Regions from separate parts of the Drosophila melanogaster genome. Here region 1 is linked to region 2. The links are chromatin contacts, called in public Hi-C maps. All regions are on one chromosome and are shown on one strand. The core of a region is the stretch at or near the end of the contact, and the rest is flanking DNA. Distances in the headings are between cores, read along the strand shown.

Region 1 (3,293 bases), core at 123-2,622, 190 kb before region 2:
GACTTTATTTTGGGGTTACGCAAATGATAATGTATTTATGCTTTCAAATGGAGACTGCAGTGCAGTTAATATGGAAATTATTTGGCTAAGGATTGAAGCCTGATGGGACAGATTATCACAGCATTACTTTTAGATATTGTATATATCTAATTGACTTTAGATATTTAAAAACATTCCATATTTCTCTGTTTCTTTCCAGTATTCATATTAATGTTAGCATTTTAGTGAATAATTTGAATCTGAAAACTAATTAGTCATTCAACTTTTCGAAATAATTCAATTTTGAATAATTTAGCAGCTATAGCTACCCGAACACTCCAAAAGCGTTTTCATATTTACATATGTAAACAAAATCATGAGGGGAAATTACAGGAGAATTCTCGTCCATCACATGAAGTGTAGGCCAGACATATGACCACAACCGAATCAACTATAGACCCTTGGACCACATCCTGAATGGGAAAGGACCCCCGAGCTACCAAACTCCCTTCATGTCCAGCCTTTGTGTGGCCCCTTAAACACTTGTCAATTCGGACTATTCATGGTTCTCGCCTGCTGTGGTTCAACATGGGACATGCATAAAATTGTCCATGATTTCGTCTGACAACACAGCAACTTGGCCAAAAAGGATAGGAGTGCGAGAGGGGGTGGTGGAGGTGGCGGACACATGTCATCAAATTTGTGGGCAGCGCCTATGCGTATGCAACAAATTTCATAGCAAAAGGGGAGCGCCCAGTTGCAGAAATGTCGGCTAAGAAATTATTGTATGAAGTGAAGTCGGACCCAAGCCCCTTTGAAGGAATTTCCCATTGCAGTTGGTAAATTAATTAGTTGATTAAATTTATTGACTTGTTTAAGTTAATTTAGACGCCAAGTGGTCGGACATTTCATTCGATTTACCACAAAGCAATCAAAAATTAAGACAAGCATGTGATATGTGCGTTCGTATTTTGGCTAAGCCAAATCAATTTACGCACACAGGAGAAAAATTCTATTAACAATTGTTTAGGCCAATTGGCAGGATATCAGGGCAAAATCAAGAGCCACAAAATTCGTATAGTCTCTCAATGAATTTTGCATTTGGCAGATGACAAAACGTGTTGGTTTAGCTGTTTGGCCAGAGACGAAAATAATGAAATGTTTGTTTGACCGAGAGCCCATCGAATTGATTTTTCACCTGCTGACCAATAACTTTTGACAGGACTAAACAGAAAAAAAAAGCACAAAAAGAAGTAGTTCACATATGTATGAGCCGAGAGCAGAGGCCAAACTGGCAAACAAACGATGGTAAATATTTGGGGTGCCAGCGCACAGGAAATTGTTGCATCGAGTTGGCCATATTATGTAAATCACTGCCATTGACAGCCGCCACAACAACAACAACAACAGAAATAACAACAACAATGGGGGCAACAAAAACGAAAGCAACAGAAGCCACAATTTTCAGCAGGAAGAGCAACAAAATATTGTGTGTGCAAAGTCCGAAAACCACTTTGGGCCCAACTTATTTGTGGCTAACAAATTTGCATGCATTGACGCATCATCATCGCAGTTGCCAATTCATCTGGATATACGTCTATATGTATATATATGTATGTACATATCTGTGTGTGCTGTTTGGGCCACTTGCCTGAAATTTCCTTTTTTTTTCTCTTTTCGCTACAAGGACAACACTGGAGACTTTGACTGCGATTGCAAATCTTGGGCAAATCAATAGAAGTTGTAAAGAGCTGGGAAAAGCGTCCTCAATGTGTCAGCTCAAATGTCAATTTGTTGGCCAGGATTTCCAGGATATCGATGGTACAAGTGACAAAACACAAAACACAAAACGTGCATAGTTTTTGAGACTGATTGAGGGCGGGATTGTATGAGTCAACAAAGACATTTGAAAAAAGTGCGATAAAAGTGCGTTTTTGTGTTAGAGAACTAGCCCTTACTCAGCTAGTGGGACATATACTCATTGGGACAGTCTAGTGATCTTGATCAAGAATACATATACTTTAAATATACACTTAGCGGGTATTCAATTTAAAATTCACAATTATGTTGCATTTAAACATATATGCCAGTTAAGGGATACAAATTAAATCCAATGTATTTTATGTTTCCAATATATAAAGTACCCCTCTACACCAATTCAGTTTGCAATTCAATACTTTATCAAAGCCCCAAGACCAAAACCACCAAGTGCATTCACTTATTGCGATTATGTTTCACGCTGTGAGCTGTATGCTGATCGTTTTACAGATTTGTATGTGCCGACAGTGGGGCTCCCCCTGATTTTTTACGAGGGTTCCGGTGTTACATTGAACCAAAAGTGTTGCCTCATTAGGCCACTTCTCACACACGTTGAAAAACCCTGGCAAACGCACACACACACACACACAATCCCTCTTATCCGGCGCCATCGATAGGTATTTGGGGTCTAATTACAAAACACAAATGCACTATAATTTCAAAAACCCAGCAGTTTCCTGCCTCCATCTCCCTGCTGTTCCCTTATTCAGCCGCATGCATGATTTCGTAATTTAAACGGCAATCACCTCTTTGGACCCCAGAGCCCACCATTTTCCCTTGATTTGCCACCCAATTTCCCCACCATATGTCAACAGGCAACAAACAAACTTCTGTCAGCAAAATCATGGAAAATGTGACACCGAGCGAAAGATGTGGGGATAGGGGGAAAATTTCGAGTGGATTTCAATTGTGGAACAATGTATCCTCGCTTCTAACTGGGCGATCCCATTCCCTTTCTCGGTTCTCTGCGTGTCATTCAAAGTTTATTGATTCGGATTGAAAAGCTGACATTTGCACATATTTCACATATTTTGCGCTTTTTTATTCGCTTGATTTATCGCCAGAGAATGGGTCAGAGTTAATAGTTCAATGAGATTTTCATTAGAATTTATGTCTTTTTTTTTTGATTTGTCACGGGTAATTCCAAAATAATTGAACGCTGATTTGTGATGAAATGGGAGAGTGGCTAGAGAATATAACTATAATACCATTCAAATTACGAGTACTGTTTTTTTTCTCTAACACTTTTTCAGTACTCCACGAACTTATTAATTTGTAATTCCATTTCACTGCTCCCCTTTACGTTCTGTCAAAGGGAACTCTTGGGAAAAATTAAGTAGGAAATCATCTAGGGGAAATGCAATCTGTAAGCGATGCTGCCTGATTGGGTTTGTCTGCCTTCATTACGACCTTGGAGCGAAGTGGTCACCCCATCCGTCCCTTTCTCTTTGGGGCAATCATACAGACCATTTAACTTTAACGACAGTCCGTGGAAA
Region 2 (3,513 bases), core at 145-2,644:
ACGGTCTTGTAGCGGTAGCCATCGCTGGCCAGGACGGTCTGCTCGGCGGGCACATCAATGATGGCAGAGGCGGTCTCCTCCACGGGGGGCAGGTACTCGCCGGAAGGCAGCTCAGAGACATCACGGCGGCGACGGATCACACGACGCACGGTCTTGTAGCGGTATCCATCATCAGCCAGGGGAGTCTCCACAGCAACAGCCTCGGAGGCGGACTCCTCAACAGGGGGCAGGTATTCAGGGGACAGCTCGGAGACATCACGACGACGACGGATCACACGACGCACGGTCTTGTAGCGGTATCCATCATCAGCCAGAGGAGTCTCGACGGCAACGGCTTCGGAGGCGGATTCCTCAACAGGGGGCAGGTATTCGGCGGACAGCTCGTTTACATCACGACGGCGACGGATCACACGACGGACAGTCTTGTAGCGGTATCCATCAGCAGCCAGAGGGGTCTCAACAGCAACAGCCTCGGAGGCAGACTCCTCAACGGGGGGCAGGTACTCGCCGGAAGGAAGCTCATTGACATCACGACGACGACGGATCACACGGCGGACGGTCTTGTAACGGTAACCATCATCAGCAAGAGGGGTGTCCACAGCAACAGCCTCAGAGGCGGACTCCTCAACAGGGGGCAGGTATTCAGGGGACAGCTCGGAAACATCACGACGACGACGGATCACACGGCGGACAGTCTTGTAGCGGTAGCCATCATCAGCCAGGGGAGTCTCGACGGCAACAGCCTCGGAGGCGGACTCCTCAACAGGGGGCAGGTACTCAGGGGAGAGTTCGGAGACATCACGACGACGACGGATCACACGGCGGACAGTCTTGTAGCGGTAGCCATCATCAGCCAGGGGAGTCTCGACAGCAACAGCCTCGGAGGCGGACTCCTCAACAGGGGGCAGGTACTCAGGGGAGAGTTCGGAGACATCACGACGACGACGGATCACACGGCGGACGGTCTTGTAACGGTAGCCATCATCAGCCAGAGGAGTCTCGACGGCAACGGCTTCGGAGGCGGATTCCTCAACAGGGGGCAGGTATTCACCGGAGGGGAGCTCGTTCACATCACGACGGTGGCGCAACTTCAGGCGGCGCACGGTCTTGTAGCGGTATCCATCGTCGGAGAGAACTCCCTGCTCGGCGGGCACCTCCACGAGTTCGGAGGCAGATTCCAGGTTGTTGTCCACTGGCGGCAGGTAATCCGTGGCAATGGAGGCCGCCGAGGCAGCTGCGATCACAGCAAAGGCAATGACAAAGAATTTCTGCAAGGCAATAAGCGAAGGAGAGGGTTATGGGTTAGTCCTGGTCGCAGGATGACTGCTGGAGAACTAACCATTTTTCCAGAAGATCCAAGACGATGTCTGCTAGATTAATCCAAAGTTGATTCTGTTTTCAAACCAGACCCAACGACACTATTTATACACAAACTGCGCGAAAAGTTCTCGGCTGACCGATGTCCATTCACTTTGCGAGATCAGATGAACTGAGATGAGCTATGATGATCGCTGAGCAAACCGGTTAACAAGCGGCGAACTACCGCATCGATCGATGGCTTCTTCTACTGGGGCCGAACTCAGATTTGGATTGTCTAGTTGCTATTGTCAAAAAGTGTCTCAAGCACCAATTGAACTCTGGCTGGCCATATAAGATGATTAGCGCGGCCAGCTGCCAGAAGACAAAACGAAAGTAAACAAAGACGAGCCGGCGAAGTCCGCAGATTTGTAGATATTTTAGATTTGTAGATTCGTAGGCAGATGGAACAATGGTCGAGGGCTCTTCGATTGTCTCGATTATTTGCATCGATTTATGTCTGCCATATGCTTGAATAGATCGGATACATTTGTGACAATCCATTACCATTGGTAATTGCAAGCGGAAGTCGCCGCTTTTCAATGTATTTTTGGATGCTCTTGCCTCTCGGATCTCGATGAGCGCTTAAGGCCAAGATCGGCCGAAAGTATTTATACGCCATCTCGATTGATACGCGCTTGATGGTCCATCGAGTGTTGCTATTTTTGGTTTTTGCTCGCCACGCTCCATTAGGCGGCTATAAATAGATGAATGATTTAAGAGATCGCCACTTTTCCAATTTTTAATTTATATTTTTAAGCCGAAATAGCGTAGATGCTCCAATTGAGCGGCAGGCAAGCCATAAATCTTGCGGATAAGCTGAAATGGCTTGGCAATCTCCCACTCACAGCGTGTTCGATAGTTCGGAGGAATAGGAATTCATTCTGGCGATGGGAATGTATGATGGAGCACCACTTGACGATGCCAATGGCATTGGCTTGGCGGGAGTGTCGAGTGCGGGGCTGTCTGTCGAAAAGCGTTTGATATGTAGATGGGTTATAAGAATAGAATGGAATGTGCTTTTTATAATGCTGAAACGTGTTCAATTGGTTAACGTTAAATGATTCGTGTATTACATCCTGTTGAGCCTTGTGTTGTGTGTAAATTCTTCGTAATTCGAATTTAAACTGCGCACGAAACACCGATATCTTTCTTTCATTAACTTTATTTCCTGGCCATCTCAAATCGGGGAAAAAAACGGTCTTAATTTCAAATATATTCACACAGCGCTTCGTGGGGCTTTAGGCTTTCGTTTATTCATTTGTAAATGGCGCACATAAAAAATATATCCAGCCAGGCTGTATACTACTACTGTGCATATTTAATTTATATCTGGCAATCAGCATCATCATCATCAAAATGACACTGCCCCTCCAACTTGCCACATTGCCCCAGGTGAATACGGAAATACGGAAGGAGGAGGGGTCCCAAAAAAACAAACAGGACGGTGCGCTTGCGGGCTTCCTGGACAGCGGAATCAAACGGAACAAAATCAAAATACATATCTGCATATAGATGGGACGACAGGCGGCCCTTTGTGCCATGGAAAAAGACATAAACAGGCACAGATCCGGGATCGCCACCTGCTCCATGGCCATATGCAATCCCAATCAGTCGTCCAGTTGGCACAGACAAGCCGTGCCCCGATTAATCCAATGCATGGGTTTCCGGGAACACCTCAGCTGCAGGTACATCACGAAATTGGTCGAATGGCCAGTGGTGGACAGGACGCCCCTTCGTTCGCTGGTCTTATAAACGGGACAGTCGTAGATGGTCTCCGGCTCACCGCCGGCTGTGGAGCGGGGTAGATCCTCCAGGGCCTTCAGCACGGGTCGCAGGTAAATAACAGGCAGTGTATCGAACAGTACCTTCGAGAAGGACTCGTCCACCTCCTTAGTTTTGCGATTCCAGCGTGCGCCCTCGATAAAAATGCCCTACATTCAAATAATAAACTTGTCAGTGGAATCAATAATGACTAATAATAGAATTATGAAATAATTTTAATGCTATTAAATAAATGTGGGTTATACTCGAGCATGCTAAACTATTTTTAGCTACTGTCCAATTTGCATGCATTGCGGGAAATGAATATATTAAAAAAATTCTTACTTGAATAAACTTGGTCTCATCATTGACCTCTTTTTGTTCCTGTTGCGT

Evidence for each region. Hi-C and Micro-C count contacts between places; a contact is called where the count stands out from the background.
Region 1: a contact with region 2 is called in a Hi-C map of the Kc167 cell line, with 2.6 times the contacts expected there. A contact is called at or near these places in 1 of 107 Hi-C or Micro-C datasets (the Kc167 cell line) and 2 of 7 datasets of targeted methods (both in the Kc167 cell line).

What each region holds. Positions count from the first base shown.
Region 1 is chr3L:5,084,308-5,087,600 of dm6, reverse strand. lncRNA:CR46198 (long non-coding RNA:CR46198) reads left to right here and starts at 1,372. Exons shown (of 2, transcript NR_133172.1): 1 at 1,372-1,592; 2 at 1,667-2,021.
Region 2 is chr3L:4,894,745-4,898,257 of dm6, reverse strand. It overlaps CG13705, which reads right to left and starts at 1,394. Exons shown (of 2, transcript NM_139681.2): 1 at 1,340-1,394; 2 at 1-1,268. The coding sequence starts at 1,342. It overlaps Dnah3 (dynein, axonemal, heavy chain 3), which reads right to left. Exons shown (of 52, transcript NM_139680.3): 52 at 2,509-3,290. The coding sequence ends at 2,967.